2 separate regions of the Mus musculus genome follow, and region 2 is linked to region 1. Evidence: chromatin contacts called from public HiChIP or PLAC-seq data. All regions are on one chromosome and are shown on one strand. The core of a region is the stretch at or near the end of the contact, and the rest is flanking DNA. Distances in the headings are between cores, read along the strand shown. Region 1 overlaps Whrn (whirlin). Region 2 holds the start of Tmem268 (transmembrane protein 268).

What was found. HiChIP or PLAC-seq counts read pairs in DNA pulled down with a chosen protein or histone mark.
Region 2: an H3K4me3 HiChIP or PLAC-seq map of microglia shows a contact between it and region 1, with 5 times the contacts expected there. The contact joins the promoter of Tmem268 here to the enhancer-like site in region 1. A contact is called at or near these places in 11 of 39 promoter capture datasets (the 3T3-L1 cell line, 3T3-L1-derived adipocytes, the HPC-7 cell line and 8 more), 1 of 15 datasets of contacts at CTCF or cohesin (the NIH/3T3 cell line), 14 of 484 Hi-C or Micro-C datasets (B cells, CD4 T cells, CD4 single positive thymocytes and 7 more), 2 of 115 datasets of contacts at active chromatin or transcription factors (double positive thymocytes and microglia) and 3 of 9 other capture datasets (adipose tissue, liver and pancreatic islet).

What each region holds. Positions count from the first base shown.
Region 1 is chr4:63,472,109-63,476,966 of GRCm38.p6, reverse strand. Whrn (whirlin) reads left to right here. Exons shown (of 12, transcript NM_028640.2): 2 at 4,099-4,317. Among named protein-coding and RNA genes, the nearest start is that of Whrn, 21 kb to the left of the region's middle. Within about 2 kb of position 2,341, at least 28 of the 459 cell types and tissues checked have an H3K27ac peak or open chromatin away from gene starts, as enhancers often do. A contact at or near this core is called in double positive thymocytes and microglia, where this site is marked.
Region 2 is chr4:63,556,555-63,561,396 of GRCm38.p6, reverse strand. Tmem268 (transmembrane protein 268) reads right to left here and starts at 2,634. Exons shown (of 10, transcript NM_001356354.1): 1 at 2,440-2,634; 2 at 402-485.

The DNA of each region.
Region 1 (4,858 bases), core at 1,092-3,591:
CTTGTTCTTCAGGAAGCACAAATATCGTGACCTGTTGTGTGGGCTGTCATATCTTATCTTTTACAACAATATTGGCTAGAACAGCCTTGAGGACCTACTGTACACCAGGAACTGCTAGGTCTCCACAGGCACAGCCTGTCACTTATCTGACCCAAGTGTTGTTGTGAGGACCTACTGTGCACTTGGCAATACTTCATCTTTCCAAACATAAGTATCTTCAGAGCCTGCTGTACACCAGGTGGTAATGTGTCCCTGGTGCTCAGTAGATTCTTGGTTGGACCTTGCAAAGTGATTGACTTATAGGCTTATCTCATCCTGCGCCTAGGATGGGATGGAAGACTCTTTTTTTTTCTTAAATTTATTTATTTATTTTATGTAAGTACACTGTAGTTGTCTTCAGACACTCCAGAAAAGGGTGTCAGATCTTGTTACAGATGGTTGTGAGCCACCATGTGGTTGCTGGGATTTGAACTCAGGACCTTTGGAAGAGCAGTCAGTGCTCTTACTTACTGAGCCTGGGATGGAAGACTCTTGCTAGTTGAAACACATTGGACAGGAGAGCTTGTCCTTTTGGAACAGAGAGCAGCAGGCAAGAGAGAGGGCTCAGGTAGCTTCCAGCACAGGAGCTGTCGGCAGCCTTGGCTTCTTCTCATCTCACCTGCCCCCTGACATCCACTCTCTGTTTTGCTGGGGCAGAAACACACCAGGTAGATCTCAGGCCCCTTGCTCCAGCACCTTCAACTTAACAAAGGTTTGATTTTTCTCCACTGTTCATCAGGAGAGCCTCAGGGAATACTCAAGAACACTACAAATCTTGCCCTGCTCACATCTGGAGAATCCTTTATAAAATGAGAGCTTTGGAGAGCTGCTTTGGTCTTATTCTCCCTCCACCAAGACCTGGCATTTGCTGTGGAGTCAGGAGCTAGGCTCTTCTTCCCCTTCCTCCCCTGGGAGAGGTCACAGGCTGGGCTCTCCTGGGGGAGCCAGGGCCCCAAGCTGTCTGAAGGAACCTCAGCCAGCCCTCATCCCCATTGTTCCTTGAGGATTGTGGCGTTCATAGAGCCCAGAGCAGCAGATGAGGGTGACAGGTTAGTGTCCCCAGTTCAGGTGCTAGGTACTTATTTTTGTATATTGAAAGCAGTATGCTTTCATCATACAACATTTGGAAAACATTACAAAACAGGAAAAGCAAAATACCAGCCACCTGCAATCCCACCCAGAGGCAGGCACTGGCCATCAGCACACTGTAGTGTTTGGTTTTCCTACCAGATTTTTCTTCCGACATAACTAAGATTGTTCTAGAAGCCATGATTTGTAGCCTGTCGACCCCACTTAACATTAGAATATGTCATGTGCAAGGCGTTGCAAAGCTTCTGTCAGTGTGATCTGGAAGTACACATGTCTGGTGCTTAAAGAAACCTTAACTGAGTCAGACCAGCCCCAACTTGGGGTGCAGTGTCAGCTAGGGCTGCCATAGTAGACTATCACACAGTGGGTGGCTTACGTCACAGGAATTGATTTGCTTGCATTTCCTGAAGCTGGAGCCAGCATGACAGTGTAATCAGGTGGCCTGCCAGGCTTGCAAAGGACCACTTTTCTTTCTGTGTCCTGTGCAAAGGAAAGGAAGTGAGCAAGCTTTGGTGTGTGTACCCACCCTTCATGCAGAGCTCCTGATCTCATCATGAAAACCCCGTCTTCATGGCCTCATCCCCCAGAGGCCCCATCACAATCACTAAAATAGGGGTAACTGCATACTGGAACCCCTAACAGAGGTACATCTGCTGTTAATCCAATACAAAGTGACTGTCTTCCAGAATCCATACCTTCATCTCCATTACAGGTGCCTTGTGGGAAAGCATACGACTGACCTCAGCTTCTACCCTAGGGCACAGACTTTGGCTTACTATTCCTCGTGTTTCTCCATCCTTACCCTGGAAAATTGTACAACAAACGTGGTATCTACATTTGACATTAGCAGCTATGTAAAAGGAGCCCCTTACAGTCTGTGCAGGCAGTGAGTCCCTGCCCGTCTTTACTGATGTGGCAGACCCCTCTCTACTGACCACTGTAAGAGTTAAGTTTGTAGCAAGAAACGAAGGATGAGCATTCAGACACCGTGACAGCTAGAACAGCTGCATGGTGTATCTAAGAGGTGGTGTCTCAAGATCTGCCTGTACTGTGATCAGGGTCCAGGACCCACCAGCAATGGCCAGAGCTCCAGAGGACAATAGATCCATGCTTCACGCTGGGGGTTCTGTAGTTAAGGAATAGGGAAGGGGGTGGGGGAGGTGCATTAGGGGCAGACAGGGGAAGTCAGCTTTTTTTCTTAAACAAGCTGTTTCTGAAACTGCAGGGTCTGATGTCTCTTTTACAACCACCTGGTGTCTGCAGTGGGGGCAGCTGCTTCTCTTATGCAATCTCCAAATGCCTGGCTTCCTCTGAGCTCAGTTTAGGGCTTTGTTTTTGTTTTTGTTTTGTTTTGTTTTTTGCGAGGGGTAGGGGTGGGGGTGTTTACCAGTGCTATGACTCCATGGGGATTCTTTGAGATTTTACATGGCAGGTTTGGGGCAGAATGTTTGCCACATACAGGTCCTTTGTAAATGCTAAGCTGTTCTCAGTGTTTCGGGTTTTGACTTGTATCTAGTAGTTCACTGGGGTCCTAAGACCACACTGTCATGCAGGTTCAGTGTTTAGCTAGAAAGTCTCATATATATTCAACATATATTCCTGTCCCTTAGAATCAGAACATGCAACTTGTCACCAGAATACGTTGATGCTCGTGACCCTCTTGTAAAATAGCCAGTGAGATGGCTCAGTGGGTGAAGGAGCCTGCCTCCCGGCCTGGCAGCCTGAGCCTGATTCCCCAGGGCCCACATGGTGGACCTAGAAAACCAACTCATACAAGTTGTTGTCTGACCCCCACACATGTGCCACGGCACACACATGTATGCACATAAACACAATAAGTAAATGCGATAAAGCGTTAAAGTGGCGTAGCATCCTCTGTAGCCTTTAAGTCATCTGCAGAGTACTTCTACCCGATGCAGTGTAAGTGCTATGCAAGTGGCTGCCGTGCTATACTATTTAGGGAATACTGACAGGAAACAATCTGTGTATGTTCAGGGCAGATGCAGACTTTAAAAAGCCCTTAAGCGTGTGCGCACACATATATATATGCATTCATGTAGAGGCCCAAACTTGGTGTTTGATGTCGCCCTCGGTGACCTTCCGTTCTCATTGTTGAGACATTCTCTCAACTCTTCCTAGAGCTTGTGGATTAGCTAGTTTAGTTAGCCAGCTCACCCCGGGGATCCTGTTCCTGTAATTCCAGCTGCTAGGATTACGGGAGGCTGCTGTGTCAGTCTGACTTCAGGGTTCTTGGATTTAATCTCATGATAATCTCTTGGATTTAATTTCATGATAAATGCTTTTAACTACTGAGCCATACCTCAGTCCCTCCCTAGATATATGTACACATGTGCCCGTGCGCGCACACACGCAGGTTGAATCTGTAGAAACTATGGGTGTGGAAGGTCAACTGTCCTTGAACTCCATGGCTCATATTTAGTTAGTTATGAATGTTACTAGTGAAGTTCAAAGGAAGCCCAAGCTTCTAGGAGTCCACAGAGAGTCACCTAGGGCACACTCCATTCTCCCAGAGTCCAACTGTGCCATGCTTGGTACTCCCTGGTTTATTGGGGGCCAGTCACATAGGCACTCTGTGGTCCCCACATTCCAGACTGCAGAAGAGGAGCAGGTGTTCAGCGTAAGCACACTGGATGCACGAGGAGTGTAAAAGAGTGAACTGCATGTGATACAGTTCAAAGCCACGGTCCTCAACACTACAGTAGGGCCAGCGCTGCACTGAAACCTAGCAAGGATAGCAGCCTCAGGCCTGCTCTGTTCACTTCCGTCGGTGAGGTATCTTGAGAGATGATGTACTTTGTATTTGGATCACTTGAGATAGGGTGGGACAGGTGCTGCATTTGTACATGTGAACACCATGAGTTGGGGGTGGGGGATGGTGACACTAAGCGTAAGGTTCTCCTCCGTGTGTGGATTCTTCTTCCCTCTAACTGCGTGTTCCCCTCTCTTCAGGCTCTCAAAGGCTCCAAGAAGCTGGTGCTGTCTGTATACTCAGCTGGGCGTATCCCAGGGGGCTATGTGACCAACCACATCTACACCTGGGTGGACCCACAGGGTCGAAGCACATCCCCTCCCTCCAGCCTGCCCCAGCCCCATGGCAGCACCCTGAGACAGCGTGAAGATGACCGAAGGAGTACCCTCCACCTCCTGCAGAGTGGAGATGAGAAAAAGGTGAGATTGACACTAAATGGGTAAAGACATGGGGATTTGAGGATGCCTTGGATTTCCAAACTCCTTGTACACCGAGGAGCTCCCTCAAGGCTAGAAGGAAGGGCGGAGCTCTGTGATGACTCTCTGTTACTTCTTTTGAGTCTCCCAAGTTTGGTCTTCCTGGCTTCCTCCTGTGACCTATAATGTTGGGCACTGCATGTGGGGAAATAAAGGGGGGGGGGTGCAACCCTCATCCTACCAGAGCTAGATTAGACTGCCTTGGGATCCCACGGAACAGCCCAGGATGGGCGGCGTCGGGCCTCACAGGCCACACAACCCTGCTTCTCGGGAGTCTCAGCTCCAACTCTTGGGCACTACAGACTGCTGTATGTCGTGGAAGAGCTGAGAACGGCCCCTCAGATGTACTCTGGCCGGTGGCCGAAAGGGAAGGTAGGGGGAGAGCTCTAGCAGGGACGAGAGAGTCTGTAGCTCGGAAGGCAGCTTGGGTTGGCTGGTGTTGGCTGGAGCACAGGAAGGTTAGACTCGCAGCTCCTTAGAGGGA
Region 2 (4,842 bases), core at 1,385-3,884, 84 kb before region 1:
GGTGGTCAGAGGTTTCCAGCAGGGAAACCTTGGCAGTTAAACGCTCTACTGAGAAGGAGAGCAAGCCCTGGCTTTGCAGTTAGCTCTGCAGGGTCCCGGAGGCGTGGCCAGTGCTGCCAGCATCCACCTTTAGCCATTATCATCAGTCAAAGTGGGAATGCTCCTTATGGGGGCTCCTTTGCTGACCTCCTGAGTCACCAATCTGCTACCACCTGTGACACGTGTCCCAAGAAAGATCATGTCCTATTAAATGCCACGAAGAGCACACCAGTCCTGAGAAAAATCCTCTAGATCATTCATGTGCTACCAAGGGAGGTTGACACTGGGGAAGGCAGGAAGCATACAGATGACACACACCTACTTGAATCCAAACTGGCCCCCAAGCCCCACTGCCCGCTGACCTTCAGGGAGGAACTGAACCTTCTGGCTTCTTCACTGTTTCTCTCCAGATTTCAACAGGCACAGCTGCACAAGGCTGGGATGCTCTGCAAAATGAAAATGGGGGGAGGGGACTCCTGTTGAGAACAGAAGGATCTGCGGTCAGGGGGATGGATCCGAGGGTAAAAAGCACTTGCTGCCCAAGCCTGGTTCCCCAAGTTCTACCCCAAGGTGCCCCTATAAAAAGCCAGATGAAGAGGCAGGAGCGTCTACAATGGCAGTGTTCCCCTTACTCTGCCCACAGCCCAGATTCCGTTCTCTCCTCAACATGGGTTTCCTGTTCCGTGGTCAAGACATACTCTCTCCAAAGCTGAGTGGCTATCAGCCAAAGAGTCGGGAGAAGGATTTTAGTGACTCCAGGGTCTCAGCCCTCAGCACCCACGCTTGGGCTGGCTTCCTTTCCAGCTAATTCATGGAATCATCTTCGAGTGGGTCAGAAGAAACCACAATTCCTAGGCAGTGATATAGAAACCAAGTCCAGTCAGCCTGAGTCTCCTTGCGGCTCATGCTCAGTCCAACTCACAACAGCGGTCTCAAACAAAGGAGTACTTACCAGCCTATCTTAGTGCGCCTGCTCTTTCTATAGACCCAAGAGGCACAATGGCCACAAGGTTGCGCCCCTCTGCTGCCTCTGAGCAACTGCTAGGTAGGCCACAAGGCAGACCCAACCCTGACATCTGTACTCCTGGCCGAGGACTCAGGCCCTCTCGGTGAAGCCTCCCAACACTGGAGTGTTGAAAAGGCTGGGAGGAGCTGACACAGACTGGAGTTGCTCAAGCCCGGGGCTGCACAGAAGGATCCACTGGTTGCAAAATGCCACAATGAAGCATTGTGTCGGGGGCAGAAATCACAGCACCCACATCAGCCCCCTCAGCTGCCCACAGAGACCCAATCAGCAGACTCCAGTCACACACCCAAGTTTGTGTGTGTTGGCTAAAAGTAACCTGCCCAGCCCAACCACTTCCCACCTGGGTAGCCTTGAGCAAGGTAACAAGACTTCTCTCTGCCTCCATTTCCTGGAAAGGAGACAAGGACAGACACTTAGGATTGCCCTATGGGTTCCACGTCCATGAGATCCACACTTGGGAAAAGGTTGATTACTGAGAGAAGGTAGCTGTCATCAACCTATGCCACAAACATTCCCTGAGAACCTTCTAGGGCCAGCCCCTGGACTGTAAAACCAGGAGTGGAACATGGAGCGTTTGCTCAGCCCTCCCCTGCAGGGATCACCATCCACTGGGGAAAACACACTCAGAACTGCCAGAGAGATGAGGAGGAGGAAACTAGGCAGCAAAGGTGGAGGACGACAGACTCCCTGGGCTGCCTAAATGGGCTGCTTCGCCAAGGAGGAGACTGAAAGGAGCCACACAGAACTGAATGGACTCGACTCAGAGGTCAGGATGGGTCCAGGGCTCCCCGTGTACATTCTCATCCAAGTACCGAGGCTACAGGGCCATGAGGGGTCAGGCAGGACCCCAATGGCAAATGCTAACCATTTACCACCTCCTCAGCTCTGCTCCAATCTTCAGCACACAAGTAAGGGAGCCCCACACCATGGTAAGCAAAGCACAGAGGGAGCAAGTGACTGCCGACCGAGTTCCTCTGGGAACCCACATTGCAACCAGATTTTCCAGTTGCGGGCTGTGCAGACTCAAGCCCCCAAGAGGTCTCATCTCTGCACAGTGCCTGCCAGCCTCACCAACATCTGAGCGCCTAACATATCCTGAAAGGAAAGAAAGAAAAAAAAAAAATGGATTTCCTTCTTCTAACTCAGCTTCATTAATTACAATGCAAGTCCAACACATCAGAGAAGCAGCAGTCCCCCAAAAGTTTAGGGCAGAAAAACCTGGCTGGACAAGGAGTTCAAACGCCCCATTTCAATGATGAGAACATTAAGCCCCGGAAGAGAAAGCCGACTATCCAAGGTCAGGGAGCAAACCCGGAGGGAGCCAAAACAGAAAGCCGGCTCGGCGCGGCCCGGCCCGGCGTCTCCCACCGTACCTGGCCTCGGGCTTGGGCAGCAGGCTCCCCGATCTCTGCCCTCTGGCCTTGGGGTTCCTTTACCCCAGAAATCACCCGCCCTGCCCTGCAGATCCCACGCCTGACGCGTGGGGCGGGAAGAGGTCACCCGAGCCTGAGCGGAGGGACGCGCACGCAGGCCCCGCGGCCCCAACCCCCGAGCGCGGGAGCGCGGACGCGCGGGCACGCGCACGGCTCGCGCACACTCACCGCCGCGCTGCCGCCCGGGCCGCTCAGGGTCAGAGGTTCCATGCCCCTTGTACGCCGCGGCGTCCCGGCGCCGCCGCCCCCGCCGTCCCCGCGCGCCCTTTTTGGGGCGCGTCGCCCCAGCCGGTCTCCGCCGAGTCGCCCTACGGCAGGAGCGTCTCTCGGGCCGAGCCCGGAGCGTTTCATCAGCCACGCTCCCCCAGGGCGCCGGTAGGGGCCCTGCGCCCGCCACGTGCATGAGATCTGAGCTCGTCCCTGCAGTGAAGGAGCGGGGCGGGGAGGCCTGTCCCGAGTGACAAAGTCATGGGATCCGATGCATGAGGCACACTCGGGACCAGAAGTTTCTTCCAGGCTTGTTTTTAATGAAAAACGGTGTTCAGTATTGAAAGCGTCGGTGTAGTCTCCACTTTGTATCTGCGTTTTCTTTAAAAATCTTTAGTTGAGACAGTGCTGTGAAATTGTGTGAGATCTTTACGAAATAATGTGTGAGGTGTTCAAACACACACTTGCACACCCCGCTCCTTGAGATTTAAAAGGATCTGTGATGGCCTGCTTCTTTTTCCAGGTAAATCACTAGTCTTGGGTTCACCTTGGTGGGTTGTTCTGACAACAGCAGACCTGGCTAACTACATGTACTTTTCTTTGGAGTACGTGTTTATATCCTATTAGCCACCAAACATTGTCTTTCAACAAAGACGGTGGGCACTTGGTTGCTGCACCAACAGCCTGGTTTCTTTTTCAGGGGATCGATGAATGCACAGGTGGTTCCCACCCTTGCTTACAGGAAGGACTAGGGCAGTACATGCCACTGCCCTTGTCTCTACAAGTGGTCTTGTACACACAGAGAGACACAAACACATTTCTTCCTTTTAACAACTCTTGAGGACTTCCAGACCACAGGACTTACATGTGCCTGCAGGATGTTTCCAGGCAGCGAGAATGAATTGAAAACCCAAATTAGCATATCCCATGGAGGTGCCCACGGGGACAAGTGAGGATCAAGGTGGCAGGCTACTGAAAATGAACTTATCTGTGAGCAAATCAGCACTGAGTACCTGCTCTGTGCCAGCCTTGCCCTGGGCAGTAGAAAACAGTTCGTGGGAGCCTCCCATGTAGTTTGATCAACTTGCTAAACAGTAATGTAGAGGCCTGGGAACAAAAGACCCAAGGGTGCTGAGACTTCTAAATGCTGACCCGGCTATTGAAAAGGAAACAGCAACAAGCTGTGGCCTAGCCCCGCCCCACCCCCAACCCTGCCTGTGAAGCAACCCTCCTCAATGTCAGAGATGCCCTACTGCCTTCCCACCAGCCTGTCTTCACTCTCCACGGGCCAGCAGTTTTAGGTCGACACACCAGCCTCCTACAGGTACACAAACGGAACTTGGGAAGCGGCGGACAGAGCTGTACTGGTGCACTATGTAGCTGCCTGTGTGCTTGGACAGCTCTGCCCACTCATTCAGGAAAGTCAGGGACTCCTGCTGATGTGAGAGGCTGCAAGGGCGAAACGTTGAGTACTTAGTGTTCTGACTAGCAAGTGCACCCTTGCAGCAACACAAGTGTTTGCATACCTGAAATCCTGGGATAGGGGCGGGGGTGGGGGCCGGAATTCAAGGACATTACAACCAGGGAAACAGACTGCAGAGCTGACTTTAGTAGTGACTGCTTGATGGGAGTCTCGGGCATTTGTGAGGATTTCGATGTGCACTACCTGCAGCCTACACCGGATGAGTCACTGCCCTCTCTCCAAACCCCAAGCTCCATAAATAGAGCACCTCTCACTTCCTCCTGCCCTCCATTCTTTCACTTCCAGGTCCCAGTGTTTGCCTCAGGTCTTCCCTGTCCATCTGGAAGATCAGTGCCAAACCCATTCTCATCACCTGACCGGCCTATTCTTGGGTCTTGGGTGACAGGGCCCTACTTCTGAGAGCCCTGTCCTGCCCTAGGCCAAGGGCTGTCCTCCTCACTGGTTCCCATTCAACCTACAGTTATCCCTATTATGACCACTGGCTCATTCTTTCCCTGACAGCACAAACTTCGAGTCCTAAGGCCATTACATAGCTACCCAGTGCCCAACGGACAGGCTTTTGTTAAACACATCTTAATACATGGATGAAGTAAAAGAATTCTCCCCAGAATGGACAGAATTTCCAGAAATGCAGCAGCAGCAGCAGCAGCAGC